Regions from separate parts of the Macaca mulatta genome. Here region 1 is linked to region 2. A link is a contact called in public Hi-C data. All regions are on one chromosome and are shown on one strand. The core of a region is the stretch at or near the end of the contact, and the rest is flanking DNA. Distances in the headings are between cores, read along the strand shown. Region 1 holds the start of LOC144335915. Region 2 holds the start of SDK2 (sidekick cell adhesion molecule 2).

Region 1 (3,289 bases), core at 7-2,506, 300 kb after region 2:
TCTCGACAAAGAATACAACAACAAGCTGTGATGGTGTGTGCCTGTGCTCCCAGCTACTTGGGAGGCTGAAGTGGGAGGATCACTTGAACCAGGGAGGCAGAGGCTGCAGTGAGCTGAGATCACACCACTGCACTCCAGCCTGGGCAACAGAGCCAGACCCTGTCTCCAGGGAAAAAAAAAAAAAAAGAAATCTTGAGACAAGATCATCATTAACTCAGGGTAGCCCCTAAATCCACAGAAGGGTGTTCTTATACCAGACAGAAAAGGAACAGACACAGAGACATGGAGGAGAAAGCCACAAAAGGACAGAGGCAGGGACTGGAGGGATGCGAGTCTGGGAGCCCCAAGGACTGTGCAGCCTCCAAGCTGGGAGAGAGCCTTGGAAGGGATCCTTAGAACGCAACTCTGCTGACAACTTGAATTTCGACTCTGGCCTCCCGAATTGTGGAGAAATACATTTCTGTTGTTTTAAGCCACCAGTTTGTGGTAGTTTTTAAAAGCAGTCCCAGGAAACTCACACATCCCCTTTCCTACTTCCTCCGCGCCAGCTTCCAAACCTCTCCCCCAGGAGAGGATCAGAGAATTACGCCCAGCCCTCCAGCAGTGAGCTGCTCCCCCACTCCATTCATCTCCCCGTTCCTCACATTCATCCCCCACCGAACCCACCGACAAAATGCTGAATCGGTGGGTGAGATCCCCATAGCAACGGCTCCGATGCCAGAACCCAGGATTACGACACCGGATCAGCCAGAGACGCGCTGGAGGGGCCCAGAAGGGGCTGCTGCGAAAACGCCGGGCAGAGGGGCGGCAGCGAGCGGGAAATCCCCCGCGGCTTACGGGAGCGGCTCTTCAGGAGACAGCGCTGGACGAATCGGGCGGGGTGGAGGGGGGAATCATCTGCAAGCGCCAACGCAAAACCGCCGCAAGACGTGGCCAGGCCGGGAGGCTCCTGCGTCCGGCCCGCTCTATGGCCCTTGCGCGGGGACAAAGACGAGGCCATCGCCCTCGCGTGTTCCCAAAGACACCTACATCAGGAGGCCGCTCCCTCCGCCGCTTGGGAGGGTCCCACTCGCCCTGGCCCCTGAGGACGTCCCCTCGGGGATGTGCCTGACGGGGCGCTCCTCGCCCTCTGACCTCCAGCCTCCAGCCTCCAGCCTCCTTGCTCTGCCCGCGTGGATGCAGCCCCCGGTTCAGACACTAGCGGGTGCGCGGGACCGCCCAGGGCGGGCAGCGGGGACACGGCCCTCCCTCCCCTCTAGTCCCCCAAAGCCCCCGGACGCCGGACGCCGCTGCCGCGCCCCCTGCTGGCTCCCTCCGGCAGGCTCCCGCGTCCCGCTGGGGCTCCTCTCCCGCAGCAGCAGCGCGGTCAGCGCTTCCCCGCCCCGCGACCTCCACAACTCCCCACCATTCCGGTTCCTGCTGCCGCTGCCCTCTCCACCCAGGCTCCTGTCACCCACCACGGGCGTTCACACCCTCCCGTCCATCGGCCTCCCCCGGCCCGACGGTCCTGGCTCAGGCAAATCTCAGCCTGCATTTCCCCAAGGAAGTCCCCCTCCATGCACACACCCTACACTCACGCACACATTTACACACACACGCCCTCACACACGCACAAATACAGACACCCCCACACTCACACGTACTCACACACACACCCTCACGCGCTCACACATTTATACACAGTCACACGAAGACACATTCATATACACTCTATTACACACATTCACACACACACCCCTCACACATTCTCACACATTTACAGCCTCACACACACATTCCCACATATTCCCACACGCCCATGCCTACACACTCACATTCACACACCCTAACACACACAGTCACAAACACAGAGACACACACACAGAATCACATAAACATACCCACACAGACACACACACAAACACACAGAATCACATATACACACAATCACGTATACAAACAGAGACACACACACAGAATCACATATACACACAGAGACACACAAACAGAATCACATATACACAGAGACACACAGAATCACATATACACACACAGAGACACATACACATACACACACAGAGACACACAGAATCACATATACACACACAGAGACACATACACATACACACACAGAGACACATACACATACACACACAGAGACACACAGAATCACACATACACAGAATCACATATACACACACAGACACACACAATCACATATACACACACAGAGACACACACAGAATCACATATACACACACAGAGACACACAGAATCACACATACACAGAATCACATATACACACACAGACACACACACAATCACATATATACACACACAGAGACAATCACATATACACACTCACATTTACATGACACAAAGACAAACTCACACAGGCACACGCACTCATTCACACAGACATTCACACAGACACACACACACAGAATCACATATACACACAGACACACACAATCACATATACACACACACAATCACATATACACACACACAATCACATATACACACACAGAGACACAGAATCACATATACACACACAGAGGCACACACAATCACATAAACACACACAGACACACAGAATCACATATACACACAATCACGTATACAGAGACACACAGAATCACATATACACACACACAGAGACACACAAACACACAGAATCACATATACACACAATCACGTATACAAACAGAGACACACACACAGAATCACATATACACACAGAGACACACAAACAGAATCACATATACACAGAGACACACAGAATCACATATACACACACAGAGACACATACACATACACACACAGAGACACATACACATACACACACAGAGACACACAGAATCACACATACACAGAATCACATATACACACACAGACACACACAATCACATATACACACACAGAGACACACACAGAATCACATATACACACACAGAGACACACAGAATCACACATACACAGAATCACATATACACACACAGACACACACACAATCACATATATACACACACAGAGACAATCACATATACACACTCACATTTACATGACACAAAGACAAACTCACACAGGCACACGCACTCATTCACACAGACATTCACACAGACACACACACACAGAATCACATATACACACAGACACACACAATCACATATACACACACACAATCACATATACACACACACAATCACATATACACACACAGAGACACAGAATCACATATACACACACAGAGGCACACACAATCACATAAACACACACAGACACACAGAATCACATATACACATACACA
Region 2 (3,807 bases), core at 146-2,645:
CCCCAAAAGAGCCCCCAAAACTCGGGAGATGGGGTGTCTTGAAACTCCCTGGAGAGGCGCTACCACGGCTAAGCCGGGTGTCCTGGAGGCCACCGTGAGGCCGGCGAGCTCCCGCCGCCCCTCCCCCGCCCACTCTCCCAGCCCCCTCCCCGTCCCCACGTGGGGGTCCCTCCTTACCTTGGGCTCTGGCCGCGCGGATCTGATGCAGAGTCAGCAGCGTCCAGATCAAAAACCCCCACATGGTGACCAGCCTGGAGGGGGGTCCTCGGGGTCTCCCTTCCCTCCGCCCTGTTTTATAATCCTGGTGGGGTCCGGTACCCCGTGACTTCGTCCCGGGAGACAGTCAGTCTACGCGGCTCTGTGCCCCCGGCGTAATATGCCCGAGAGGGGCAGCGCTGGCCACCCCAACCCTTCCTCCTCTTCTGTACTAGTCCGAGTCCGGCAGCGCGCCCGGAAGGCGAGGGGCGAGCAGGGAGAAAGAGGCCAAGCCGCCCTCTCGGACTAGGGCGCCTCTCTGCCTTAGCACCTCAACTCCGACTTCTCCCAAGCAGGGCGGCCTCTGCGATCCGGCCGGATCGCCGGCTGAGCTCAGGAATAAATGGACAACTTCAGGAAACTTCCTCCGGTGGCCACGTTGCCCGCCCCCCGCCCCCTCCCCGCCCCCTGGTTGGGTTCTCCCGGCCGACACAGTCACCGCCGTTCCAGGCGCCTGGCCCCCAGGACCCGGCCAGAGCCCAGCGCAGCGGCAGACGCGGGTGCGGGGGTTCTTTTAGGGGCGCCGGTTTCGGGGGGCGCGGTGAGCATAGCGGTCCGAATCTCCCTGGAGCTGAAGTTTTCTTCTCTCTAACTTTGCAGGCAGCATCTGGCGGGGCCGAGCCACCCCCCTCTGGGCTCCACCGCCCTCGCGCCGAATCCGGAGACTCCGGGTCTCCTCCGGGGGCGTCGGGGCCGGGCGCGCCCTCGGCTCAGCGCCCAGCCGGCTAGCAAACTTTGCGGGTCCCGGAGCCGGGCGCGCAGCCCTGAGCGCTCATGTCCGCGCCAGCCGCGGGGCGCCGGGGGCGGGTGCTGGGCTCCGCGACGCGGGCTGTCGCCGGCTCCCGGGCGCGGAGCCTCCTGCTGGCCCCAGGATGGAGACCGGCGGCTCTGCCCTCCGCCGCGCCCCGGCCGGAGCTCTCGGGGAGACGCACCGAGAGCCCGGCGGGCAGCCCCGGCTCCGGGGACGCGGCGCCCCCTCGGACGCCCGGCGATAGCCGACCTCCCGGGCCGGAGGAGCAGCGGCCGCGCCAGCGCCTCGGCCGCCGCTGCCGCTCGCCGAGCCCGCCGCCCTCCGCTTCCCGGGCTCGGCGTCCAGAGAGCCGCTCCTGCCTGCGCCGAGCGGGAGCTGCGGGGGCAGCGTGAGCCGGGGACGAGCGCGGCGGAGGCGGAGACGCGGAGAGGGGGGCCGAGCGCTACCCCGTGGCCGCGACTGGAGAGCAGCCTGCGCGCCGGGAGGGGCGGCGGCGGCGGCGGCGGCCCCGAGCCAGGCCCGGGAGCGAGCCCCGCAGAAATATAATCCAACTGCGCGGCCGCGGGCGCCCAGCGGCTCTGGGACCCGCCGGGGGGCAGCAGTGCCAACCTCCTGCCTTGCCGGGAGAGATGCGCGCGAGCCCCTCCGCTCTCTGCCCAGCCTTTCCTTCCGGCCTCGCTCGCACCCCTCTCTCAAAGGCCTCACAGGACTCCCAGAGTCTCCTATAGCCAGGAGCCCCCAGCCCGCTTCCGGACATGGAGTGATTGGTTGGGGGGCGGCGGTTGATTCCAGTTTCTCCTTCCCAAGTCAGGCTCTCCAAGGTCTGGAAATGCTCAGGGCGGAGAGGGAGACGTCGGGAGGCCTGGGACCTGCAGAAGCCTGAGAAAGTGAAGTTGGTGCCAAGGAGCGTTGTTTCTTCTTTTTCCCTTCGGAGCCCGGCTTGTAAAGAGTAGAAGAACGGGACATTGGTGGAGGAATTCAAACAAGAGAGCCCGGAGGCGTCCTCTGCTGTGGCCCAGAGCTAGCGCGTACTCCAAGAAGCTCAGTTGGGGCTCACCGGCTTCCGTTAAAATTTCCTGGGCGCTAGGAAAATTTAAGGTGCCTTCGCCTTGGTGGAGTCCTTTCCCTGCTAACAAAATTATTAAAAATAATATTTTGCAACTGCGTTGGCATAAAGAAAAGTATATTAATATTGTATATTAAAACATGTTCTTCAACCTAAAGCTTTACTTATTTTTTCTGATTTTAAAAGAAATGAAAACATTTTCATGGGCCCCCAAAAGGCTATGGTCCCTGGCACTGGGCCTGCGGTGCTTAACGGAGAGGTCGACCCTGCGTGTCTGATCTTACAGGAAATAGCTAGTGAGACACTCCACCTTTTGCCACGGTGCTTCTCTGTACTCTCTCTCTGTGGTCCTGCTTAGTCTGGCCCTCCACCGCTGCCTAGCCTTTCTGCTCATTGACGTCTAGGACTGTCACTCACTGATTGCCAACTCTTTCCCGGGCTCACTCCCACCCCAAGGACACCTCTTCTGATTGCTGTGGAATAGGCATAGCCACCGCAAATACACTGTTACTTATACTCCTTTCACCTGCTTTGGAAGAAGAACCATGAGCATTTATTAAAAATGTCTGAGAAACTAGCTTGCCTTCCCTACAGCCTTTCAATCACCTAATTCAAACAACATTTCCCCCTGGCAACCTGCTCCATCCCCAGCTGAAGCCCCTCTGGCTGACTGATTTGTAAATGGGAGGGCTTCGGGGGCAGGCAGCCTAGATGTGACCAGCTCTCCTTCCCCTTGGTGGCCATGCCACTCCCACCTGCTTAATGATGCCCAGATGTGACAGTACACAGCCCCTACATGCTCTGAATGTCCCCAGCTGCGAGCTCAGGCTCTTCCCAGTCTGTCAGGAAGAGCTCTGGTCTTTAGGGTGCTGTTACACCGTTCGCTCACAGAGGGGGCCTGAGAGCCGTATTTGCGGGGAACCTCTCCTTCTCTCTCTTAGGCCAGATAGCAGAAAGGGCCGCATCTCTGTTTACATCACAGAGGGTAGGAGTTTGTGTGGACACAAAAGTCTGAAACCTGGGTGGATTCCACCCTGATCATGCCCAATTTCCAGAAGGCCAGCAGCCAGGAATGTGAGCTCCACGTGCCTAGGGCCTCGAACAGCATCCTTCCCTTATTAAGAGGAGACCTCTTGCACAACCTTTTGGAGCCCTACAAACCTTCTGCTGAGAGTTTAATCCCTAACACGTGGGACGGGGGCCCGCCAAAGACTGGCGTGAGGAAGATTTCCTTTTCTTTGTTGGAAGTCTCCAGGCATGCCTGCGAGTCAGAGAGGAAAGGAGGCCACTCCACCTGCAACTCCTACAGCAAATTTCTGTCTCCATCCGTCTAGGATGAAGAAGAAGATTTGAGCTCGTTTTGGCCTCAACCCATACACATACACACACAGGAAGGAACTCTCTGATTTCGCTTCTTGCCAGAGTTTTGCTGGCCCAGGAGAAGGCTGAGCTGGGAGTCTGCCACTTTGAGAGGGGCTCGTTACTGGGAAAGTCACTTGCAGACACCATGAGCTCATTCTTGCCACCAGCGGTATAATTAGAGGTTGCATTGGTGCAGTTACAGTGGGCGCCACGTCAGGAGGGCTGCGAGGATTTCCCAGGCTCTACGCTGTTTCCTTGCTGCAAGCCTGCCCCTTCCCGTTGGGGCCCACGCAGACAGCTCACCCGGAACACTCGGGATGGAACCTGGGTCTTCCTCATCTATATCCCATTTCCCTCATCCCCAGGGTCCGCA

The links. Hi-C and Micro-C count contacts between places; a contact is called where the count stands out from the background.
Region 1: a contact with region 2 is called in a Hi-C map of fetal cortex germinal zone, with 4 times the contacts expected there. The contact joins the promoter of LOC144335915 here to the promoter of SDK2 in region 2. A contact is called at or near these places in 4 of 14 Hi-C or Micro-C datasets (cortical neurons, fetal cortex germinal zone, fetal cortical plate and 1 more).

What each region holds. Positions count from the first base shown.
Region 1 is chr16:83,606,979-83,610,267 of T2T-MMU8v2.0, forward strand. LOC144335915 reads right to left here and starts at 1,257. Exons shown (of 4, transcript XR_013407179.1): 1 at 667-1,257.
Region 2 is chr16:83,304,912-83,308,718 of T2T-MMU8v2.0, forward strand. SDK2 (sidekick cell adhesion molecule 2) reads right to left here and starts at 1,396. Exons shown (of 44, transcript XM_015120233.3): 1 at 178-1,396. The coding sequence starts at 241.